2 separate regions of the Oryctolagus cuniculus genome follow, and region 1 is linked to region 2. A link is a contact called in public Micro-C data. All regions are on one chromosome and are shown on one strand. Each heading gives the region's core, a stretch centred on a gene start, on an enhancer-like site or on the middle of the called end of the contact. The rest is flanking DNA. Distances are from core to core; before and after follow the strand shown.

Region 1 (3,041 bases), core at 493-2,992, 110 kb before region 2:
TTTTGTAATGTTTTTCTTGATTCAATCCTGTTGATTTCTTCTCTGATTTTAATTATTTCTCTTCTCCTACTAGATTTGGGTCTGGTTTGCTGTAGGTTTTCTAGATCCTTGAGGTGAATAGAAAGCTCATCTATTTGGTGCCTTTCCAATTTCTTGATGTAGGCACCTATTGATATAAACTTTCCTCTTAACACTGCTTTTGCTGCGTCCCATAAGTTTTGGTATGTTGTGCTGTTATCCTCATTTACTTCCAGAAAGTTTTTGATTTCTCTTTTGATTTCTTCTATGACCCATTGTTCATTCAGGAGCATGTTGTTCAATCTCCATGTGTTTGCGTATGCTCTAGGGATTCCTGAGTTGTTCATTTCCAACTTCATTCCTTTATGGTCAGCTCAACTTACTTTTCAAGATTAAGCCAATGTTTTACCCCAGAACGGTGCATTGAGGGTTACTGAATCTTACAGAGCTAACTAAATTCCCATTTAGCTTCCCTTCCTTGACAATGGGAGGAGAATTGACTGGTGGGATAGGGCTAACCTTTTCCAGGTCCCTGAACATAAAAGGGTTAAAATACCCCTCCTCAGTGGCTCCCTTTCCTTTTTCTATGCCTCATTCCTTCTGCTCCCAGCTATTCCCAGGTCCTTCACCTCCCTCTCGCCCTCCCCTCTCCACCTCCCCAGTCATCCCCTGGTGAGTGACATAGAACATGGAAAATAAACCCCTGCTCTTCTGGGCTCTGAGCCCAGAATACTCTTCCCCTGATTTCTTCTAGCTAAATCCTGCTGTCCTTCAAGGCCTGCCACAAATCCCTCCTCCACCTCAAGTCTTCCATTATCTCTGCTGGAATGAGTTTTCCCTCCTCCGGCTCACAGAGCACTCAATTATTCATTCGGTTATGGCACTTACTTCCTCTGCCTCATGTTGCAAAAAGCTGTTTACAACCAGTCAGTGTTTCCTACAAGACTGGGAGCAACTCAAAAGCAAGGGTCTGGTTTAGTCATTTCTGATACCCCCACCTGCAGCTTCTACCATGGTACTTTGCAAACCACGGAAACATAGTGGGCATATTGGTCAAGTTGAATTCTTCAAAGAATCCAGCCTTAGAAACTCCAAAAGCACTGGACACTTTGTAAGCCTTCTGAAGCATGAAGTAAAACACTTTGCCTAGAGCAGGAAGGTGTTCATCAAAGCACCATCATCTTCAGGCAGCCTGTGAGCTCACTTGTTTTCCTCCCATTTTTCCTTACAAACAGTCTGCCTCATGTGTTTCCTTTTCTGCTACTAGAGCGCACTGTCAGCAAGCTTTGAGTGTTGATCCAAATATTGATGCAGGAAATGTTGGTCGGCAAGCCTGAGCTTTAGTTCCAGAAGCCTCCTGGGGTTCCAGCACCCTAACAAGTACCTGAGTGCCTGCTTGTCTCAGACGAGCTGGTGTGGCTTTTAGGGTGCCATGGACTGAGCACACGTTCCAGAGATGTAAAGATTCCATGCAAGTTTTGCCCTGCCACTTGGCTTGTCATTCAACCTTCTGCAAACTGTTTAACTTCTCTGAACTTTCATTTCTTCATCTATAAATAGGGACTGGCGAAGCTTGGGCTCATATGAAAAGGCAAATAGAGAAATACTTTCTAGACTCTGGATCTCTGGAAAGTAAGTTTCTACCTTGCATTTCAGACAATTTCATCTGCTTAAGGTGTGAATGTGTCTCTCCCAGGAAGAAAACTGCCAAGGCCCAGTTTGGGGAGAAGCATAAGCAAATACTACTAAGACAGCTGACAAGCTTAACTGCTGTCTCCACTGGGAACTCAGCAAAAACAAAAGTGTTCAATCACTGGAAAACATGTCCTCTTATTAAATAAGTTACTATTTCTTCCTCCTGCCCCTTCTCCAAGGCTCTCTGTCATCATCAGATGGGCTCCGTGGATAGAAACACCAGGCGAAAGGAATCCTGCCTCTGGGTATCTCTGGAGAGACTGCCATGTTGCTGTTGGCTGCCCTGCCAAGGGAATTCTATGAAGTTCAGTTAAGGAAACCCCAGACAATGAGGCTGTGTTACCACCCAGTATTGCTTCACTTGCCATATGCAGACAGGTCTGCAGAGCCAGCAGTCAGCAGCTGTGTTTACAACTTCCCACCAGCCTTCTTAATAAATGAATTCATTCCAGGCCTGTTGTTCACCCTGGGTAGGCTTCTGTGGCACAGGAAGGCCACGGGTTATCCCTGTGGGAGAACCACACAGCATCTGGGCCCTGTTCTTGCTGGAGGCAGTGCAGGGCAAGTGCTGGGAGAGGAGAAAAGGCTGGCTGAGAGGGTACAAAGAAGCCTCATGCACAAGAGCTCACCATGGCCTTCTCCCATGCTACAGACCATAATCAAGTTCAAAGAGGCTCTCGGTTTCAGTTTCCATGACTTCGAATATTTTGGCTCCCAAATTACCAATGCACAGCACATTTCGGACCAAATGCCACAAAAAGTATCCTGAGGATATGAACTAAACTCATGATCACTTCCACTGAATTATGACATTCTCTGAGTTGGAAAATGTCTCATTACCTGATCAGAAAGGTCTGAAGAAGCAGTTACCAGCTCATATAGCAACTCCCAGGGAGAAAAGAAGCCTGCCTTATTTTCTAAGAAATCCTGTTTCATAATAGATTCCATCATTGGGAAACTATAAAATAGGAGCCAGGGGAAAATAACTAGAAAATAGCCTCCATCTTTACAATTTCATTTTCTAAAAACAAAAATGAATATTTGTGTAATTTTAATGGCAAATGAATTATATCCTCAAATCAGGTGGCTCTGTGTGACTTGAGTCAAACAAAAAATCAACGTAACAGAAGAGAATCACTATCAAAATATTAATGAACTCATGGGGACAGCATTGTGGCATAGTGAGTTAAGCCTACACCTGCAACACCAACATCCCCTGTGGGCACTGGTTCAAGTTCTGACTGCTCTACTTCCAATCCAGCTCCCTGCTAGCGCACCTGGGAAAGCGGTGAAGGATGGCTCAAGTGCTTGGACGCTTGCACTCACGG
Region 2 (3,048 bases), core at 341-2,840:
TGCAATCTTATGAGAAAAACCAATCTGAATGAGTTCTGCTTTCTGCGTGTATGAATTCTACAGGTCTATTCTCAAAATTTTGATTTGCAATAAATTAGGCTTCAAGGTCATGGCTGTCCAATTGTTAATTCAGAGGATAGAAATATGTAGCCTCATGGTTTTCCATGGGATTTGAAATCATTACTTATACATTCTCCATTGCTGATAGTGTTAGAAATTGGATTAGAAAATGTATTCTTCATCCTTCTAATATCATGCAAGCTTGAAACAGGAAACAAAGATAAAAATTATTTGGGGCTTGCTGCTCAGTGTGGTCCAAAGACCAGTCACACTGGCATCATCTGGGAGAGCCTTTCCAATGCAGAATTTCAGTTCCTCCACCTTCAACCTCACACCCAGAACTACTGAATAAAAATCTGCATTTTTAACAAGATTCCCAGTGATTGCTGTGTACATTAAAATTTGCATTATCCTAAAGTAGGTAATAGTGATTCTGTTGCCAACCTTCTGAGTTTTCCCACCTGAAAGCTTTAAGAAGAAACAGCAGCCCCTGAGAACAGAGAGGAGAAAATTACTCAGCTTGTGATCATTCATGGAACCATGGATCTAGCTGTTTGCATTGTTCTAGAAAATTTCCCAATGCTGACACCATAAATTTAAGTCACTCTTAAAATGGGCTGGCAGATTCCAGCTTGGTGTGACCCAAATCAGCTGATTTGTCTTGGTTACTTATTAGACTTCAGGGGAGAGGAGTGGAACGCCTTAAACAACTGGCCCAACAAGGAAGGGCAGCTGTTTCTCATCAACGGCAATGAACACACCTAGCAGGGCTTCATTCTTCGTAACCTGCCATCTCCTGCCTCTCTGGCAGCAGAGAAAGCCTTCCTGCCAGAATGACTGCAGACACCAAGAGCTGCAACGAGAGCTCAGGCTTGACATGGTAGTGGAAGGGAGCCTTTTCCACGTCAATGGGTGAAGAAAATACAAAACAAAAATAAATTATGTCTTAGAATACTCTTACCTTGGCAGGTGCCGCGGCTCAATAAGCTAATCCTCCGCCTGCGGCGCCAGCACACCGGATTTTGGTCCCGGTTGGGGCGCCAGATTCTGTCCCAGTTGCTCCTCTTCCAGGCCAGCTCTCTGCTGTGGCCAGGGAGTGCAGTGGAGGATGGCCCAAGTGCTTGGGCCCTGCACCCCACGGGAGACCAGGAGGAAGCACCTGGCTCCTGCCTTCGGATCAGTGCGGTGCGCCGGCCGCAGCACGCTGGCCGCAGTGGCTATTGGGGGGTGAACCAACGGTAAAAGAAGACCTTTCTCTCTCTCTCTCTCACTGTCTACTCTGTCAAAAAAAAAAAAAGAATATTCTTACCTCCTCAGCACCAGAAAGTCGTTGGTTGCAGGAAACAACATGGACTTAATGACAGCTTTTCCAGAGAGGTAGTCAGCATTTCTTTAAATAATACACTGATTTGGGGAGGGCCTGGCACAGCAGGTTAAACCTCTGCTTGGGAAGCCCGCATCACATATCAGGGTGCCAGATGGAGTCCTGACGGCTCAGCCTCTGATCCGGCTCCCTGCCAATGCTCCTGGGATGGCTCAAGTACTTTAGCTACTGCCACTCACATGGAAGATCCAGAATTTTTAGGTCCTGGCATCAGCCTTGCCCAGTAACAGCTTTTGTGGTCATTTGGGGAGTGAACCAGAAGATACAAGATTTCTCTTTCCCTCCCTCTGCCACCCCCAAATAAGTAAATAAATAAATCTTTTTAAAAAACATATAGACTTGTCTGTTTTTAAAGAGTTAAGTTGGGCGAAAGCAGGATTTATGAGGGTATATCGTTCAATTTTTTTAAAAAATTGGCGAATCAGTGCCTGACAATTTCATTGGTCACTTTTGCTAATGGTGCTATGGTTTGTCCCCACTTTTTAACCTCATGCTGAGGTTAAATTCATCAATGCAACAGTGTTGGGAGATGAGCACTAGTGGGAGGTATTTCAGGAGGCAGATTCCTCACGAATAGCATAATGCTGTCTCCAGGGAGAAGTGACTTCTTGCTCTTGGGACTGGATGCGTGTTACTGCAGAGCAGGTTGTACAGTGAGTTGGGCTTCCTGAGCTTTCTCTTGCCTCCTCTCTCATCATGTGATCTCTCTTTCACATGCACCCACTTGCCCTTCCACTCTCTGCCATGCAGCCCTCAGCAGAAGCCAATCAGATTCTAGCACCACACTCTTGGATATCTGTGAGCCAAACTAAATCTCTTGCTTTATAAATTACTCAGTCCTGGGTGTTCTGTTATAGCAATAGAAAATGCAAGAAGAAATGGGTATTAGCAATTACGTCTTTACTTTGCTTCCTGAAAATATATATGAAAAATGATATTTAGTGTTCTGAAGATGATTGTTTTCTTCAGAATTGAAACACAGCCTGAAGGACTATAAGAAAAGGAAATATCAAGACTCTACTTTCCCTAAATAAATTTGGGTAGAAAATCAGCTAAACCTAAGATCCTTGTGTTCCTGCAAACTTTGCTTTTCACGATCTAAAGTCTGAGTCTGGTCATCTAAATGTTCCACACACTCCATGAAGAAAGTCCATCAGATCACAGGAATATGTGGATGGAGTAGGTGGGCTGGAGTATTGCTCAGAATCATAGAGAGAAATAAAGGCCCTCAAAGCGAATAGATATTGTTCTTAAGCACAATACTCTGATTCCCCAAATCACACAGAGAAGATATCACTGCAGCATACCTTCTCCTTCAGAACATTCTGGAGTCCTTTACTGTAACAAGCGAACTGTTTTAAGTGAGAATTCTCTAACTCTGGTCCTAGCATGAGAAAAGCACCAGTTAAGAACTTCAGAGGGTACTATTAGGAAACCCAAAGCCAGAGACAAGGAACTTCCTCATCTTGCCTGGGTACAAAAATCATCAAACAACAATGTCAGGAGGCACAGAATTTCTAATGAATTATTTTAGCTTGCTTATTTATTTTTAGAAACACACACACACAAACACACACACACACAGACAGAGAGCTCCCATCTGC

The links. Hi-C and Micro-C count contacts between places; a contact is called where the count stands out from the background.
Region 1: a Micro-C map of ear pinna shows a contact between it and region 2, with 9 times the contacts expected there. The contact joins two enhancer-like sites. A contact is called at or near these places in 6 of 6 Hi-C or Micro-C datasets (ear pinna, embryonic fibroblasts, liver and 3 more).

What each region holds. Positions count from the first base shown.
Region 1 is chr1:39,224,977-39,228,017 of mOryCun1.1, reverse strand. No RefSeq gene overlaps it. Among named protein-coding and RNA genes, the nearest start is that of BBOX1, 140 kb to the left of the region's middle. Within about 2 kb of position 1,742, at least 1 of the 8 cell types and tissues checked has an H3K27ac peak or open chromatin away from gene starts, as enhancers often do. A contact at or near this core is called in ear pinna, where this site is marked.
Region 2 is chr1:39,113,798-39,116,845 of mOryCun1.1, reverse strand. The region is part of intron 8 of CCDC34 (coiled-coil domain containing 34); the gene reads right to left. Among named protein-coding and RNA genes, the nearest start is that of CCDC34, 83 kb to the right of the region's middle. Within about 2 kb of position 1,590, at least 1 of the 8 cell types and tissues checked has an H3K27ac peak or open chromatin away from gene starts, as enhancers often do. A contact at or near this core is called in ear pinna, where this site is marked.